Linked DNA regions of Mus musculus: regions 2 and 3 are each linked to region 1. The links are chromatin contacts, called in public Hi-C and promoter capture Hi-C maps. All regions are on one chromosome and are shown on one strand. The core of a region is the stretch at or near the end of the contact, and the rest is flanking DNA. Distances in the headings are between cores, read along the strand shown.

Region 1 (4,964 bases), core at 963-3,462:
TGACACACCCACTCCAACAGGGCCACATCTTCTGATAGTGCCACTCCCTGGGCCAAGCATATACAAACCATCACAGCATGACACTCTCTTTGGATTCAGATCTGGAGGCATAGTGGTCACAAGTAGCTTAGGCCCATGCAAGGTAGTACACACTTTTAATCCCAGGAGATGAAGGCAAGCACATCTCTGAGTTCAAGGACAGTCCGGGACAGAGCAAATTCCAAATCCAGGCATGGTGGTACACACCTCTGGGCCACGTCGGCTGGAGGACGATGTAAGGAAGTTGGAAGGAGGAAGGCTCACTCTCCCTCACCTGCTTGCACTTACTTGCCAGCACATCTGTTAGAATCTGCATATTCAGGATTCCAGCTTACACAGAAAACCAGATGAAACAACTACCCTCATGGACTTCCCATTCACAGATGCCCATTGTTGGGTTAGCTGGACTGCAAACAGTAAGTCATTACAATAAATTCCCTCAATGTAGAGAGGCAACCCATAAGTTCTGTGATTCTAGAGAACCTGACTAGTACAGTTTCCTTTGGATTCTTAGCCTTACTAATAAAATAATTTAAAACTGTTTCAGAAAGAAGGTCATAAACAATTTTATTAAACTTAGAGGGGAAAAAAAAAAGACAGGATAAACAAGCTGAAAAACCTGTGGCCTCCAAGAGGAGATGAGAAAACTGTCTTTTAAGTCGGGCAAGGAGGTAAAAAAAAAAAAAAAAAAAAAAAAAACCAGAAAGCACAGAACCTCAGGAAAACTGTGTCTCAGGGAAACTGTGCCTTAGGCTTTTAGCCAGTACCCAAAAAGGAGATGAAAGAAATGAAAATGGAGCTGAGGGGGTTCAGCAGGAGTTTAGCACCAAGCCTCGAACCTAAGATCCCTAGGACCCACATGTAAAAATAGCGTAGTCAGGAACCCCACTACACCCAAGGCTGCACCTGGCAACCAGAACCCAGTGACATCGCTCACTCAAGATAGTCAGACACAGTCCTAGTACCCCATATCTACTGGACAGTATGTAAGCAGAGACCAAGAACAATGCTCTGTCCTGCACATCTGGAGAGAAGCCACCCTGATTTGCCCTGCAGCTGGAGAGTCTCCCTAGGATCCTGAACCTTCCAGGATCAGAGACTTATGTTAGAGCCTGGACCTGACCTTCAGCTAAGATACCTAGACAGGTGAGCAGTGTTGGGGAGACAGGCTTAGGACCACATAGGAATTGAGAGTGTGAATGACCCTCAGCATAATGAAACATAACTTTTGTTACACTACTTGTTATACTAACTACACGTTAGCTTACTCAAGACACTCAGGGATTAAGAATACTTGCTGTTCTGACAAAGGACCTGATAAGGTTGTTAGCACCCACACTGAAGCCCACAATCACTTGTAGGCTCGAACATGAAATACAGTCATACATGCAGACAAAACAATGACACACACAGATAAGTAAATCCAAAAATAATAGTAATTCAAAAGAAAAACCATGCTAGTATCCAGGTCAAAGTTTGATGGCATGCCTTTCCATCAAATAAAGGGCAAGTATGCCCAGGAATGGGAATGCATTAGTGAGCTTAGGTGAACCACGAAGCCACAAAGACACGATGTGATGTGTATGCCGTATACTTTCTCTTATGGCACCGGTTTTTCTCTCGAACGCTCATTCATTAGAAGTCCCGGTCGGAAGGAGTTTCCAGTCTTTTCCAGCAAACGAGCTTGCTCCCTGTGCTAATGTGGCATCCCCACTGAACATTCTGCATCCACTCACCTTCCCACCTCACTCCATCCCCCAACCAACGCCGTCCGGACTTGGTGTCCTCGTTAAGATCTTGTGCACTACCAGGACCTTATATTTTAATTTTTCTCAGTTGGAACTCGAACCAGGACCTGTTCAGGGATGCCACCACCGAGCCTCGTTCAACCCTTCTATGTCTCAGAGAAGGTGTAGACATCGGCCATGCCCAGGGCTGGCATTAACCGCCCCGCTGTGAGTCAGGAGGGCCAGGATAACGAAGGAGACTCGGGCACCGGCGCGAGGGGGCGCGGCAAGCACCCTGGGGGCGGGGCCAGGCGCAAGGAGACCTGGGAACTGGGGCGGTGGCCAGGCGCGCGGAACCCTGGGAGCGGAGCGCGCGGAACCCTGGGAACGGGTCGAGCCGTCGACAAACAAGGGATCGGGGGCGGGGCGGGGCGCGGGGAGACTTGGGAACGGGGGCGGGGCGGCCCAGCGCGCGAGCCTAACGGCTGAGGCCGAAGCGCGGGAGACGCGGCCGGCGAGGCTCCGCCTTGCGTGGGTTTGAACAAAGCTCCACCCCGCACGCCACCAATCGGCGCTCGTGCGGCGGCGCCATGGCGACCCTTTGTGGGCGCTGACCGATCCGGGTGCCCGAAGGAGTGGCGGGGTCTGCCTTGCGGCGCCGGTAAGTGTGTAGCTGGTTTGCGCCTTCGAGCTTCTGCGGCATGGGCGGCGTCGGCGCAGAGCACCCCCGGGGCGGTCGGGCGGCCTCAGGGTCCTCGGGCTTCCTGCGCCGGCCGCCCTTCGGCGCTCACGACGCCGCGGCGTGTTGAGTGACACATACCGAGAGCCGGAGCGGCGGGTCTGAGCTGGCCGTCCCGCCCTCCGCCCACGCTCCCCTGCTTCCGCTCTCTCTTCCTCCCGTGGCCTTGCCTTTCTCCGCGGTCCCCTCTTCTTTGGTTCACCCCGCGTCGGTCTTCCACCTCACCTTTCGAGCTGGCCGCCGCTTGCTGTGCGCAGTTTCGGGGGACTGGACCTTCCCTGGCTTTTAGCAGCGCCGAGCCCCAACCGTCTGTCTGCTGGCCAGGGACCGATTCCCGATTCCGGGAGGGCTGGGTGGGCTCCGTGCAGCCGCCCGCCTGGTGAGTGTTGGCCTTGCGCTCTTTTCTTTGTTTCTTGGATTTTCATTCCCTTGAGAAGTGTCTTGTGTTGCCTGCCCTTCCCCTACTGCAGTAGACCCCACTTCCTTCCAAACTCATCATTTATGGCCTAGTAGGTACTGCCTGGCATCGGTGGAACTTGGCCGGAACCCGGGCTCTGTCTTTGCTAGCCTGTCCTGAGGCCAATTGTAACTAGAAAAAGCCTCCAGAAACCTTTTCTAAAGTTTTTCTCCCCTAGGTAGGGTCACCAGGGAAGGGACTTCTTCCAGCACTTGAAACAGACGTACAGCACCCGCGTATTTCCTCCTGGTGGCCTTTGTATCTGACATACGAGATGGCAGAGCTGAGCTGGACACTGATCTAAACGATTCTGGGAAACGTTTTCTGCAAGCATAGTCGTTTGTCTCATCAACCTAATGCATTCAGAAATCTCCCCATTTTAGAGGTGCTAGTCTTAAAAGGAAGGCAGGCAGGCAGGCATAAGAAAGCCCCACATCCTTCCAAGGGTCACTGATACAAAGTCTGAAGCAGACGTAGTGGGACAATAAACTCCATCAAAGGACCATCAAGTTCACTGGCCCCAGGATTTTTCCAACTAGTCCCTCGCCCCAGTTGCTCTTTGAGGAAGTATTTTAACACAGTTGTGATTTTCGTTTTGTTTTTGAGACAGGGTTTCCTGCAGGCCAGGTTGGCCTCAGACTCACAGTGCAACCAGAAACAACCTTACTCTCCTTCTCTCTGCTTCCCAAGTCTGCCACCATGCCCAACTTGGAAACCATTAACTTGTGGTTCTCCTTAAAAAAATCCAACATCCAGATGAATGCTTGCTTGCGGTTACAATCCAAGCCTGGGTTGTCATAGATCTGCACAGGTAAAACCAAGACTCTAGTGGATGGTCAGAGCCCAGGAAGCTGCTCCCACATGGTCACTGAGGTAGGACGGCTCCAAGATATGATGGTTGTGGAGTCCTGGGCCGTCTCTTTACCTCAGGTTGTTGTAGGGTAGTTAGCACTCACTTCCACTTTACTGTCCACCGGCCTCAACACTATCTGAGCCCCCAGAATGCCTGGCTCTTGTTGTTCAGCCAGTGCTTGGGTGGGGAAAATTGGAGGGCACCATTGTGCCTTGACTTAGCTTTGGACTGAAGGAATGTCAGACATTTACCTAGACTTGGAAAGCGATTCTGGCCATCTGGAAATAGGTGTGAGATGTGGAACGTAATTTATACAGAACTTAGCAGGGAGAATTTCCTGTCGTCTTTCATTAGAAGGGTTAAGCAACATCAGGTCAGGCACACAGGTGGCCATGAGGAAGCTGTGCCCAGGCGGTGTAGGAAAGCCCTTTGCAGGTACCATTAGGGCTAGTCACAACCTGTGCTGGTGATGTAGGCCTTCACCCTCAAGCCCCCTCTTCCGTCTTGCTGTCTTTCTAGAAGCTACTCTGTCACCATCCTGTTCTCTTATGGCTTGTGTCCTAGAGTGACAGATAAGCAGACAAGAGTACATTTCATTCCAGGCTTAATTATTTTACTTTTATTGGTGTGCATGTGTATATATACCTTCTGGGGCCACAGAGGACATTGGATCCAAGGAACTGGAGGTATAGGGAGTTGTAAGCCATCATGTGAGTTCTGGGTACCCAACCTTTATCATCTGTCAGTGATGTTTCCAGACACCTTGTTTAAAATCTTTACATGTGAGGATGGTGAACAAGAAAGAACCAAAAAATCACAAAACAAAAATGTTCCACAAAGGCAGGTGTACGCCTTTAGTCCCAGCACTTAGGAGCCAGAGGCAAGACAGGGAGCGTTTGCTGGTTAAAGCTCTGCTGGCAAAAGTTGTGTATACCCGAAGGAAAAGGCACAGCGAGGAGTGTGTTTAATTTACAAAGTAAATCAGGGGTAGTTTGATAGCAAATATACATGGTGAGGGCATATGCTTCTTAGAAACCAGTTTTTTGATGTGTTTATTAAGGGCCTTCAAAATGGTTCTGCCCTACTACTAATCCAGAAGTTAAGAGTACAGAAATAAAGTACCAGGAATAGAAAACCTTGTCTGTGGCT
Region 2 (4,964 bases), core at 1,640-4,139, 360 kb before region 1:
CGATGTGCTCCCCTTGCATGCTGACCTCGCTGAGCGCTACGCAGGGCAGCACCAACAGCAGCATATAGCAATAGAAAAAGGTGAGGCCTTCGGCCCACAGTGGCAACCCAGTGCGTGGCGGCTCCCAGAGGTTGGCCTGCATGTCCAGCAGATCCAGCAGATCCAAAGCCACCCAGAAGAGGCGGCCCCGCAGGTCCTCGCGCTTTCGGAAGGTGCGCACATATTCCATGCGGTCTAGTGCCACAAGCAACAGGAACAGGCCTGGCACGCACACAGACAGTAGCAGTGTCAACGCCTTGCGAGCCACTGGGTCGGCCGCTCCGCGCCGCGCAGCCTTGTAGTTCTGAAAGATGAAATAGAGCTTGATCTCCAGCACGAAGATGTAGAGGAACCAGAGGATCATAGCGTAGCCACGCTTGGCCGTGCGAACCTCGGCCCCCACCCACACGGCCACATAGCGCAGCACCAGCAGGAAGCACACATCGCCTACCAACACAATTATGCACACGCCAATCTTGCGCGGGCCCTGGTTCTGCTCCACCAGGTATGCGTCCATGACGGCCATACTGCCCATGATCACCAGCGTGGTCAGGCACACGTGGCGCCGGTCTGGAGGAGGCAGCACCATGGTCAGCGGCCCGGGCTCCGCCCTGGCGCGCGCAGTCCCAAGGCGCCAAGGGACGAGGTCCTGCTGTGTCCCAAAGAGCAGCGGGCCCCAAAGCTCAGCCCTCCGGCATGGCGCAGCGCAGCGGGGCGCGGGGCTTGTCCACTTGCCCGGAGAGCGCTGCTGCTCCCGGCCGGCGAGCTCGGAACCTGGGAAAGACCAAAGACAAGTCTGATTGTGGTGGCCAGTGGCACCGAGGTTGGGACTGGTAGGGCGCACGGCAACCTTCCCAAGCCTAGCTGTTTCCTGCGCATGGTGCTGTCCCCCTGCCGGGTGCGGGAGGCCTCCTTGGACGCACGCACGCGCCGCTGCTAGCACCGGAGACCTGGAAACCCTGAACTGGGCCTCCAGAGGGCGCTGCGGCCCCACCTGAGGGACCGATCTCATTCCCGCCACCGCCTGGAAGGAAACGGAACGGAAGTGGTTTCTCCCCGCCGCCACTCGCATTCTAAATGCCCTGGTGATTTGTCGCGGCTGGACCCACACCTCCCTCTCTCCTAGCTCTGGCAGCCTAAACCACAATGCCCCGGCTGGCGGCTTTAGGCCGCTTCTTTAGAGCTTCAGGGCATCTTCTGGAGATGCGCTGAAATAGCCGCACAGGAGAACTGAAGACCCAGGTCCCACCCTGGGGACAAGGCACTGAGCAAGTTTTCTGATCCTAGATGGACGGTCATTCAAATCCTGAGATATCCATCCTACAAGTCCCTCATGCCTATGACTTTTTTTTTGCACCACCAGCACCCCCTTTTTCTTGTATCCACAGTCAATCGCTCCCCTTCCTTAGGCTAAGGCAAAACAGACTATTCTCTTCCCTGACCCACCATTGCTAGCCATCGCCCCAGAAGTGTTTTCCTCCTGACCACACCTCCTGCTATACCCTCTCTGGCCTAGCACACTTGCACCTCCAGCTCCTCTGATCGCAGGGCCAACCTCAGGAAAGCCATCAGTGGGATTTAGTCTCTCCCTATGTTCCTGGCACTGGCTGTCATGTCTGTGGTACTCAGATGGCCAGATTGTGCGTCCTGATATCTGAGCTTGTTCACACCACCCAACCCAAAGCCACTTCCAATCAAGGCCTCTCCTCCAAAGCACCTGGCACAAGGGCTCTGTTTACTGTCCTGTCTAGACAAAGACATAAAATTTAGTGTCACCCATGACAGCGATGCATTCAACCTGCTCCTGGTGACACCACAGTAACCCTCAAACTCCATCTCAGCTTCTGCCTCTTCCATTCACCCCTGGGGTTCTCAGTGCGCTTCTATAAGGTGTTTAGGAGTCATCTGCCCACAGCAGGGCTCCTCCTTGTCAGGTACACCCACTCTCACTCCCACTGGTAGGTACTCCTCTCCCAGGACGCACAGGCTGGACCCACCCCTGCCCACCTGGAACTCCATTGGCTACAGCCAAAACCTGAGAATTCCCTTCCTCTTAGCAATTGTCCAGGCCGAATAGCCTGCTGCTGGCCAACCCATTCCATCATCTGCACACCATCGCTCCCTTGCTCGGTCACTGTCAAATACCAAATGTCACGAGCCAATTGGTAATGGGACAGACCCCAACCGCTAAGAGAGGAGTGCCCGGCCTTCAGAAAGCCAGAACCCAAGCCTTACGACCCCTCCCCCACACTCTGCCCTAGCCATGTTCCCAGAGACCCAGCCCAGGTCCACCTGGCCTGAGTCTCCCACGCCAGGCCCAAATGCCCTAGCAACCCTGCCCCCTGTTCAAGCCTCACACCAGAGAGAGATTCAGGGCCTCCAAGCCCTAAAATGCCTGTCTCTCTCTCTCTCTCTCTGACGCTTTGCAAGATACCCTCTTAGCATCTCCAAAGGAGAGGCTGAGGCGAAGGAGGGTCCTCTCCTCCTCAACCCCGTTGAGGAGGGTCTAATGGCTCCCAGCAGGTTGCGTTTCAGTTTGTCTTTTCCCACTAAAGGTTTCCCCAGTGGGGCTTGGGCCTGGTCCCGCCGCCATGCAGCTGCCCCTGCCCAGCCCACGGCCTGCAGCCTGGGGGCGGGAATAGTATAGGCCCACTGGCAGTCGCTACCGCTGCCGCTGCCGCTACCGCTGCCGCTGCCGTTGCCGTTGCCGCCGCCGCCTACCGCCCAGCTCTGCCGACCCGCTTGGCTCAGCCACCCGCCTCCTGCTGTCCCGCCGTTCGCATCCCGCGCTTACCCGGCCGGCCAGATGCAGCGCGCCGGCCGGCCCCGCCGAGCCTCCGCGCCGGGCCCAGGCGCTCCGTGCTGCGCTCCGCCCCTCCGCCGCGGGCACCGCCTCCGGCCGAGGCTCCGCCCCGCGCCCCCTGGACGCCCGGACCCCAGCCAAGAGAGGACCCAGGTCCTAAGGCTGTTGCGTAGTTCAGGTTGCCATGGCGACAACTCTGCGCGCTCAGGACAGGTGGCACTAGGTGACAGACAACCTAGCATCCACCCCAGACCCTGTGGTCAGTCCACTCGGCCTCACTCACAGCAAAAAAATTGTCAAAGAGTCCTCCTCACACCATGAAATGGCTCTGTATGTAGCTCTCCAAGCTCAGACCCTGACAGCCAATAAAGCGACTCTGCTTTCCTGCTTCAGGAAGACCTCTGGACTGGGACCCGCGGAGGTGGCTGGACAAAGGGGTGGGACTAAGTGCCCCGCTAGCTAGCCGCAGTTATACCTCCTGGCCAGACCTCAGCAGTGGCTCACAGGCTCACAGGGACACACACACGTTAGGGCCTAGATCCCAACACTGGAGTGTTATACTCTATGGGGAAAACCCAGCTGTGAGGCTTTCAGTCAGTACAAGGAGGGCCAAATGGGAGTGCATCGAGGCTCCAGGATAAGACTTCTCTCCAGGTCCTGCCTTCACTGAGTGACCCATTCCTTACCTGACAACCCAATAGCAGGGCTGCCCTGCCCAGAGGACAACAGGAGGCTAACTGGTTGCCTACGCTTCTTCCCAGAGCTGCAGCTTCGCTCTGCAAGCACTGAGGGCAAGAGAGCTGAAGGAACTTGAAGGGGGGAGCTCCTGTCAGCAGCCTAAATGACATTGGGTACACTTGGCAGCCAGCTCTGAGTGATGCATTCTGTTCTGGTGACCCTGGGAAGCTAGAATATCAGGCCATACTGGGTCACCCTCCTAGTAGGGGGTGGTTCCAAGATGCCCATCGTCGGGAGAGAAGGCTAAGGAACAGCCCTGTAGTAAGCAGTATGAGCCCCAACCAACCAGCTCTCTCCCCAGAAGTGCAACAAGACCCCGAAGCTCTCGTGTACCCAGGAAGAGGCCCTGCATCTAGCAAGGAAAGGTTCGATCTCCTCAACCTAGAGAACCAGGGGCCTGGGGGGAGAACACCCCTGACAGAGTCAAGCAGGAGTGAGGAGGCGGCTGGGAGGAGAAGGACAGGTGGCAGGTGGCAGCCCTGTCTGCTCTGTTTCTTCCTTCGTTCTCCTACTTCCTCTCAGCCACGGTTAACCCAACCCTCACCTAAAACCTGCCAGCTTGCCTCAGTGCTCTCTCTGTATCCCATGCCAGCATCCTCGAATCTGTGGGCAAACACAGGGAAAGGGGACGCTCCAGCTCTGCTCATAGTCAGGACCACAAAAGGAGACATCACCCAGGAACCATATGGGTGGGTGGTCCAGAGTCTTTACGAAGGTCCTTACAAGAGAAAGGCTAGGGTGGGTGGGTATGGGGGACTTTTGGTATAGCATTGGAAATGTAAATGAGCTAAATACCTAATAAAAATGGAAAAAAAAAAGAAAATCAGACCGGCAAAAAAAAAAAAAAAAGAGAAAGGCTAGAGGGTCAGGTCAGAGGGTGAGGAGGCTGCACCACCAGAAAGAAGGGGCCAGGGGTCAGGGGCATGGACTTCTGTAGAATCTGATTCAGTCAGCATATGGATTCTACAGGGCCCCAAAAAGAAGCAGCCTTGATACGAGCCTACTGGGGCTTAGGCCTGTACCACCACACAAGCAAACTGTATTGCTTCAAGCGCTTGCTACAGCCACAGTGAGAAACCAATGCATTTTCTGACCTGAAGCAACTCCACACAACTAAAAGGCAGTGGAGATTATTGCTGTGGCCACACCTGTAGTTCCGGCTCTCAGGACTGTCATGAGGGGGTAACGAGCCCAGGACCTAAGACCAGTATCTTAAAGCATGACAATATAGTACCTAAAAAATACATAAGTCAGAGACCTGTAGTCTCAGGTCTAGAGGGGGCTGACACGGTCACATTGGCGCAGGGTAGCCCATACAAAGTAGATCCAGAGGACCTTTTCAGGTTACCCAATTACAAGCCCACTCTGACCCACACAGCCTCTT
Region 3 (4,964 bases), core at 1,620-4,119, 280 kb before region 1:
ACCCTAAATTATTCATACTTGCCAAAAACTGGAATAAAATCAAAGGCCTCCCAAAAAAAGAGCAGGCAAACAAGCAGGGCACCCAGGATGACCCTGAGCAGCAGGCACTGAGCTAGCTCCTCTCAGGGCGAGCACACAGACATCCGAGAGCAGGGAACAGGCAGTGGCGAGGGAAGGGGGTCGTACTACCAGAGGACACGCTCAGTGGCAGCAGTGACCCAACTCCATGCCTCTTCCAAACCTCAGAGGTACCTGCCCAGCAGGAAGTGTGCTAAGTGCACGTTACACTCTAGCGTGAAGAAAACCAAGAACACAGAACATAGAAAACAAAGAAACTAAAATGAGACTAAAACATTAATAAAAGAGAAAAGCTATAGAAAACCACCCGCCACGACAGGAGCGCTGTGAGGAGGGAGAACATCACGGAGGCCATTGCTCCATCTGTGCCAGCTACTCAACAACTTTGCTGAACAAACCAACTGCCTAGAACACAAACCCGTACAGCTCGCTCAGGAGCAGAGAGCCTCCTACACCCGTGGAAGACAGTGATGCAGGCCTTCCAACAATGGCAGTTCATTGGTGGTGGACTGTGAGAGCCTCGTTTTCTCACACCACACACACACACACACAGTGATAGGGTGTGTATTATAAAAGTATAAACAGTAGGGACGGCTCGGCAGTTAATAGGTTAATACGTACTGCTCCCAAACCCACAGGGATGAATAAATGCCCCTAATTCCAGCCCAAGGATCAGATGGCTTCCTCTGGCCGCCACGGTACCTGCGCTCATGCACATACATACCCACACACTGACACACAATTAAAACAGGACTGTAAAAGCCACGCATAAACTACAGTAGAGACTGACACATCTCTGCTGACCCACAAGGTACAATTTAGGCAGGCAGGTAAAGCCTGAACCGAGCGAAACACACAGGCACAGCAAAACTTCCAAATGTTTTATTGAAATAAAAAATTTAAAAACTGGCCAGATGGATCAATGAAAAAACAAGTGGTTTAGAGGGTGACAACAGCTCAGGGGTACTGCTCTGCTCGAACTCTCGATAAGAGGTTTAGGGGTGACAACAGCTCAGGGGTACTGCTCTGCTCGAACCCTCAATGGGATAGCAAGCATGGACTGTGTGTGCAGACACCGATCTGAGCAGAGCAGACGCAGTTGCTGCGGAGCCTGCTGTGTGCTTTTCCATGGACCTGTTCCCTGAAGATGTCCAAAGCGAGCGCTCTCCCTGCACGCCAGGCTGTGCACACAGTCCTGGGAGTGGCTCTGGCCATGACAACCATCCTTGGTACTAACATGGATCCACGGCTGAGGCTGCATGGTGTCGACTTGACTCCCGAAGGGACGGAGACTGAGAAAGTGGTCACTCACAGACATGTGACCACACTCCAGTAACAGTCCTGGTTCCAAGGCCCACCTCCACGTGTGTCCCCAGTCATCAGTACCACGTGCTAGCCACGGCTAGTGCGGCGCACCCTTCTAGTCAAGAAGCAGGTAACTGGGTTTAACAGCACTGTAGTCTCCTGAGCATTGCTAGCAAAGGACGGGTCCTGAGGGCAGTCTAAGGAATGCCTCCCACCCTTCAGAGCAAGGGCTACTGTACAGGCCAACCTCTCTGGGGCTGCTGGGGCCAACTCCTGGCTCAGACACGAGCTTCTGCCAGGGAGGAACTATTTCTGCTCAGACCTCCAGTTCTATTTCTCCCCAGTAAGAGTGAACTTAACACAGTCTAAGCATTGCAAACAAATGTTGTGTGGCCTTGAGCGAGATTACATCACAATGAACTAACAGCATTACCAAGCATGTAGCAAGAACCAAATCTAAGCCATTCATTGCTTTACTAATGGTGACTCTAAATGGTTTGTCTTGTTTTGGGAATCTTCCATTCTGGTCCAAAAGCACTGGGAGGTCACCATGCTGAGCTGTATTCAAGGACCGATCGCCATGTCCACCTTCTTGCTTCTAACAATGTTCACAGAATCATGGCCAAGCAAGGCCCTGTAGTCAGAAGCACGCTGTCTGTGGCACCAACTCAGTGAGGTGTGGCTGCCTTTCTGGGTCTTGATTTTTATTTTATTTTTTCACTTGTCTAGTCCCCGCTCCCTTCAGCCCCATGCACCGTCACACATCTTAGCAGACTCCTCTCCTGTTTGCACCTCCAGTTTTCTCCCAACTACTTCCAGCTTACAGACTAACTCAGAGGCTCACATCCTCTTCTGGTGCCTCCAATCAATGGCTGAGCAGCAGCGGCCAAGTGCACTGCTTCAACCTCCCTTCTGATATATCTGACATATCTGATATATCTGACATATCTAACATATCTGACATATCTGACATATCTAACATATCTGACATATCTAACATATCTGACATATCTAACATATCTGACATATCTGACATATCTAACATATCCTCACTTACTGAGGAGGCTCCTTTGGTATGAGATTCTCCCTCTACATTTTTTTATTGTTCTGACCATTCTGCTTCAAGTTGACGATACTGTAAAGCCAACATACACCGTACTCCTCCCACAGTGATAGTCCTGGATATCAGGCAAGACTATACCATTTGAGGTAATCAATGACTAGTGGCATTATTTGCCACTGCCTTAAAACCACAAAGTCCCTAAGTACAAGTATATTCACAGCACACACCTGGGCTCAAAATAGTAAGGCCACTGTGTTCCTAGGACCTGCTGTGTCAGGCACACACAAAAGCAACAGCTACTGTGATACTGTTGACAAAGGAAATGCATACGTGGTCTCCATCCTCACTTCCTGGCACATGGCTTCTAAAAAGCCTTGGGACCTTCACAGAGATAAGAGTGTTCTTTGCATGTGCAATTATAAGATATGGGGTGCCTCCACAGACCCATGCTCAGAAAGGCTTGGTCCCCAGCTTGGCAGTGTTGGGGGCAGGGCCTGTGTGCCTTTCCTGTTTTGTGCTTTTAATGCTCCAAGTCGCTGTAAAATGCCCAGTTCTGTGACATCTTACATTTCTACTCAAATGCTTTGCTGTGTCACAGGTCCAACAGCAACACAACTGACAGACTGAAACCTCAGAAACTGTCAGCCAAGATAAACTCTCTTCCTTGTAAACTGGTAGTCTCAAATTGTGAAAGCAGTAAAAAGTTGACTAACACAGGAGACCCATAGACCCATATACCTGAGGCTCTCTGGTACCCAGCACATCACAGGACACCCGTGAGATGGTTAACACACACACACACACACACACACACACACACACACAGGGCATTGCCAAGCACAGAGCTAACTACTGAAAGACCAGGCAGGATCAGGGGTTGGGACTTCCAGCTCTTCATCTGTGTGCTTGTGTCCTTTGTAATGGGGCAGCAAACAGGACAAGTGTTTACCCCTGCAAGCTGCTCCAACAAATTAACTGAACCTGAAGAGTGTCATGGGAGCCTTGATCCAAAGCTCTCAGTCAGGAGCACAGGCTACAGCCATGGATGCACAACTAGCCTGTGAAGTGTGGGGATCTGGTGGAACTGAGCCCCCCAGCTACAGGTCTGCGTGGTCTCCAGGCAGAGGGCATTAGAGCTCTATTTAATCACAGCATGCCCAACCAGTGGTCCATGGAGACCTGGATGGCTGCTTTGTGACAGCCCCACCCCATGTTTGATGGCAAAGCCTCAGTGGTCTGTTCTGTGCCTGGGAAGACAGGCTCCTCGGTGTGGCTCGGAACCAGCCACACTGGAGCTTCTGTGGCCATGTTCCAATAAAACTTTATTTATGGGTAAAGCAATTTGAATTTCATATAATCTCATGTCACAAAGTATTCTTGTGATTTTTTTCCCCCTCAACCACATAAAAATGTAAACGCCATTCTTAGATCGTGAGTCACACAAACCTAGGCAGTACCGTTTGCCAATGCAGTTTGCCAGTCTCCAAGAGGCCCTGCCATCAGCCAGGGTCATCCAAATCTCACTAACTTGTTTGCTTTGTAGAAATCAACAAGCCAGGGCCAGCAACTAAGAACACTCACAGTCAAACCCTACAACCTGACCTCATTTTCCCAGAAACCAGATGGTCGAAGGGAAAGAACAGGCTCCCCTAAGTTGTCCACATGTGTGCTTTGGCACGCATGCACATCCCACAACACACACACACACACACACACACACACACACCTGTGTTTTACATAAATAAATGTAAAATACTACACAGTAAAAAAAAATCAGCAACAGTCAGGGAAGTCGTCGAACACATCTTTAATCCTAGCACGGGAGGCAGAGGCAGAGGCAGGCAGATCTCTGAGTCTGAGGTTAACCTGATCTACACAGTGAGTTTCAGGATGACAAGGGCTACACAGAGAAACCCTGTCTCGAAAAACCAAAACCAAACCAGAAAGCCAGCCAACCAACCAACCAACCAACCAAGAGCAGGCTTGGTGACACGCTGCTCTATTCCAGTACTCCTAGGCAGAGGCAGGCAGGTCTCTGTGAGGTTGAGGCCTGGTCTACAAGAGAATTCAGGACAGCCAGGGCTACACAGCGAGAAATCAAACAAACAAAGCCCAACAAGGCTTTGACAGGGAAGCCAGGAACCAGGACAGAAGGCACTGTTCTGTAAAGAGCAAAGCTGGAGGGAGGGCTCGCACCAGCAAAATCCCTCCCAACACTACAGTAAGCTCCAGGCCAAGACTTGCACTGACAAAAGCTGCCAGATGATCACCGAACAACTGTACGGTCGGGTCGACCAACCCAATACCAGCATCCCACATCCTCACTGCTGTCAAGGTGACCCAGTGGGGAGAACTGGACACAAGCATTAAAGTACAAAGGCCCTTAACCCTCACAAAGAAACTAACAAGATGGACACCAAAGTCAAACGCAAACTTTTAAGGATTATGTAATAAAAAAGGATAAAGACTTTGTGATCTTGGGTTCTAAGAGACACGCACAAAGCACACAACCTCTGTC

What was found. A called contact is a pair of places that touch in the nucleus more often than the background predicts. Capture Hi-C pulls out chosen DNA fragments and counts their contacts.
Region 2: a contact with region 1 is called in a promoter capture Hi-C map of adipose tissue. The contact joins the promoter of Tmem121 here to the promoter of Cdca4 in region 1. A contact is called at or near these places in 1 of 39 promoter capture datasets (pre-B cells), 1 of 484 Hi-C or Micro-C datasets (embryonic stem cells) and 1 of 9 other capture datasets (adipose tissue).
Region 3: a Hi-C map of the G1E-ER4 cell line shows a contact between it and region 1, with 3 times the contacts expected there. The contact joins the enhancer-like site here to the promoter of Cdca4 in region 1. A contact is called at or near these places in 3 of 39 promoter capture datasets (the C10 cell line, liver and pre-B cells), 2 of 484 Hi-C or Micro-C datasets (CD8 T cells and the G1E-ER4 cell line) and 1 of 115 datasets of contacts at active chromatin or transcription factors (stem cell-derived epiblast-like cells).

What each region holds. Positions count from the first base shown.
Region 1 is chr12:112,826,769-112,831,732 of GRCm38.p6, reverse strand. It overlaps Cdca4 (cell division cycle associated 4), which reads left to right and starts at 2,212. Exons shown (of 2, transcript NM_001359234.1): 1 at 2,212-2,427. Gm52009 (apical junction component 1 homolog) reads right to left here and starts at 3,032. Exons shown (of 2, transcript XM_030247054.1): 1 at 3,023-3,032; 2 at 1,457-2,725. The coding sequence starts at 3,032. The coding sequence ends at 1,941.
Region 2 is chr12:113,183,828-113,188,791 of GRCm38.p6, reverse strand. It overlaps Tmem121 (transmembrane protein 121), which reads right to left and starts at 2,889. Exons shown (of 2, transcript NM_153776.2): 1 at 2,834-2,889; 2 at 1-813. The coding sequence starts at 628.
Region 3 is chr12:113,105,531-113,110,494 of GRCm38.p6, reverse strand. All of the region lies in intron 1 of Mta1 (metastasis associated 1), which reads right to left. Among named protein-coding and RNA genes, the nearest start is that of Mta1, 9.7 kb to the right of the region's middle. Within about 2 kb of position 2,869, at least 72 of the 459 cell types and tissues checked have an H3K27ac peak or open chromatin away from gene starts, as enhancers often do. A contact at or near this core is called in the G1E-ER4 cell line and liver, where this site is marked.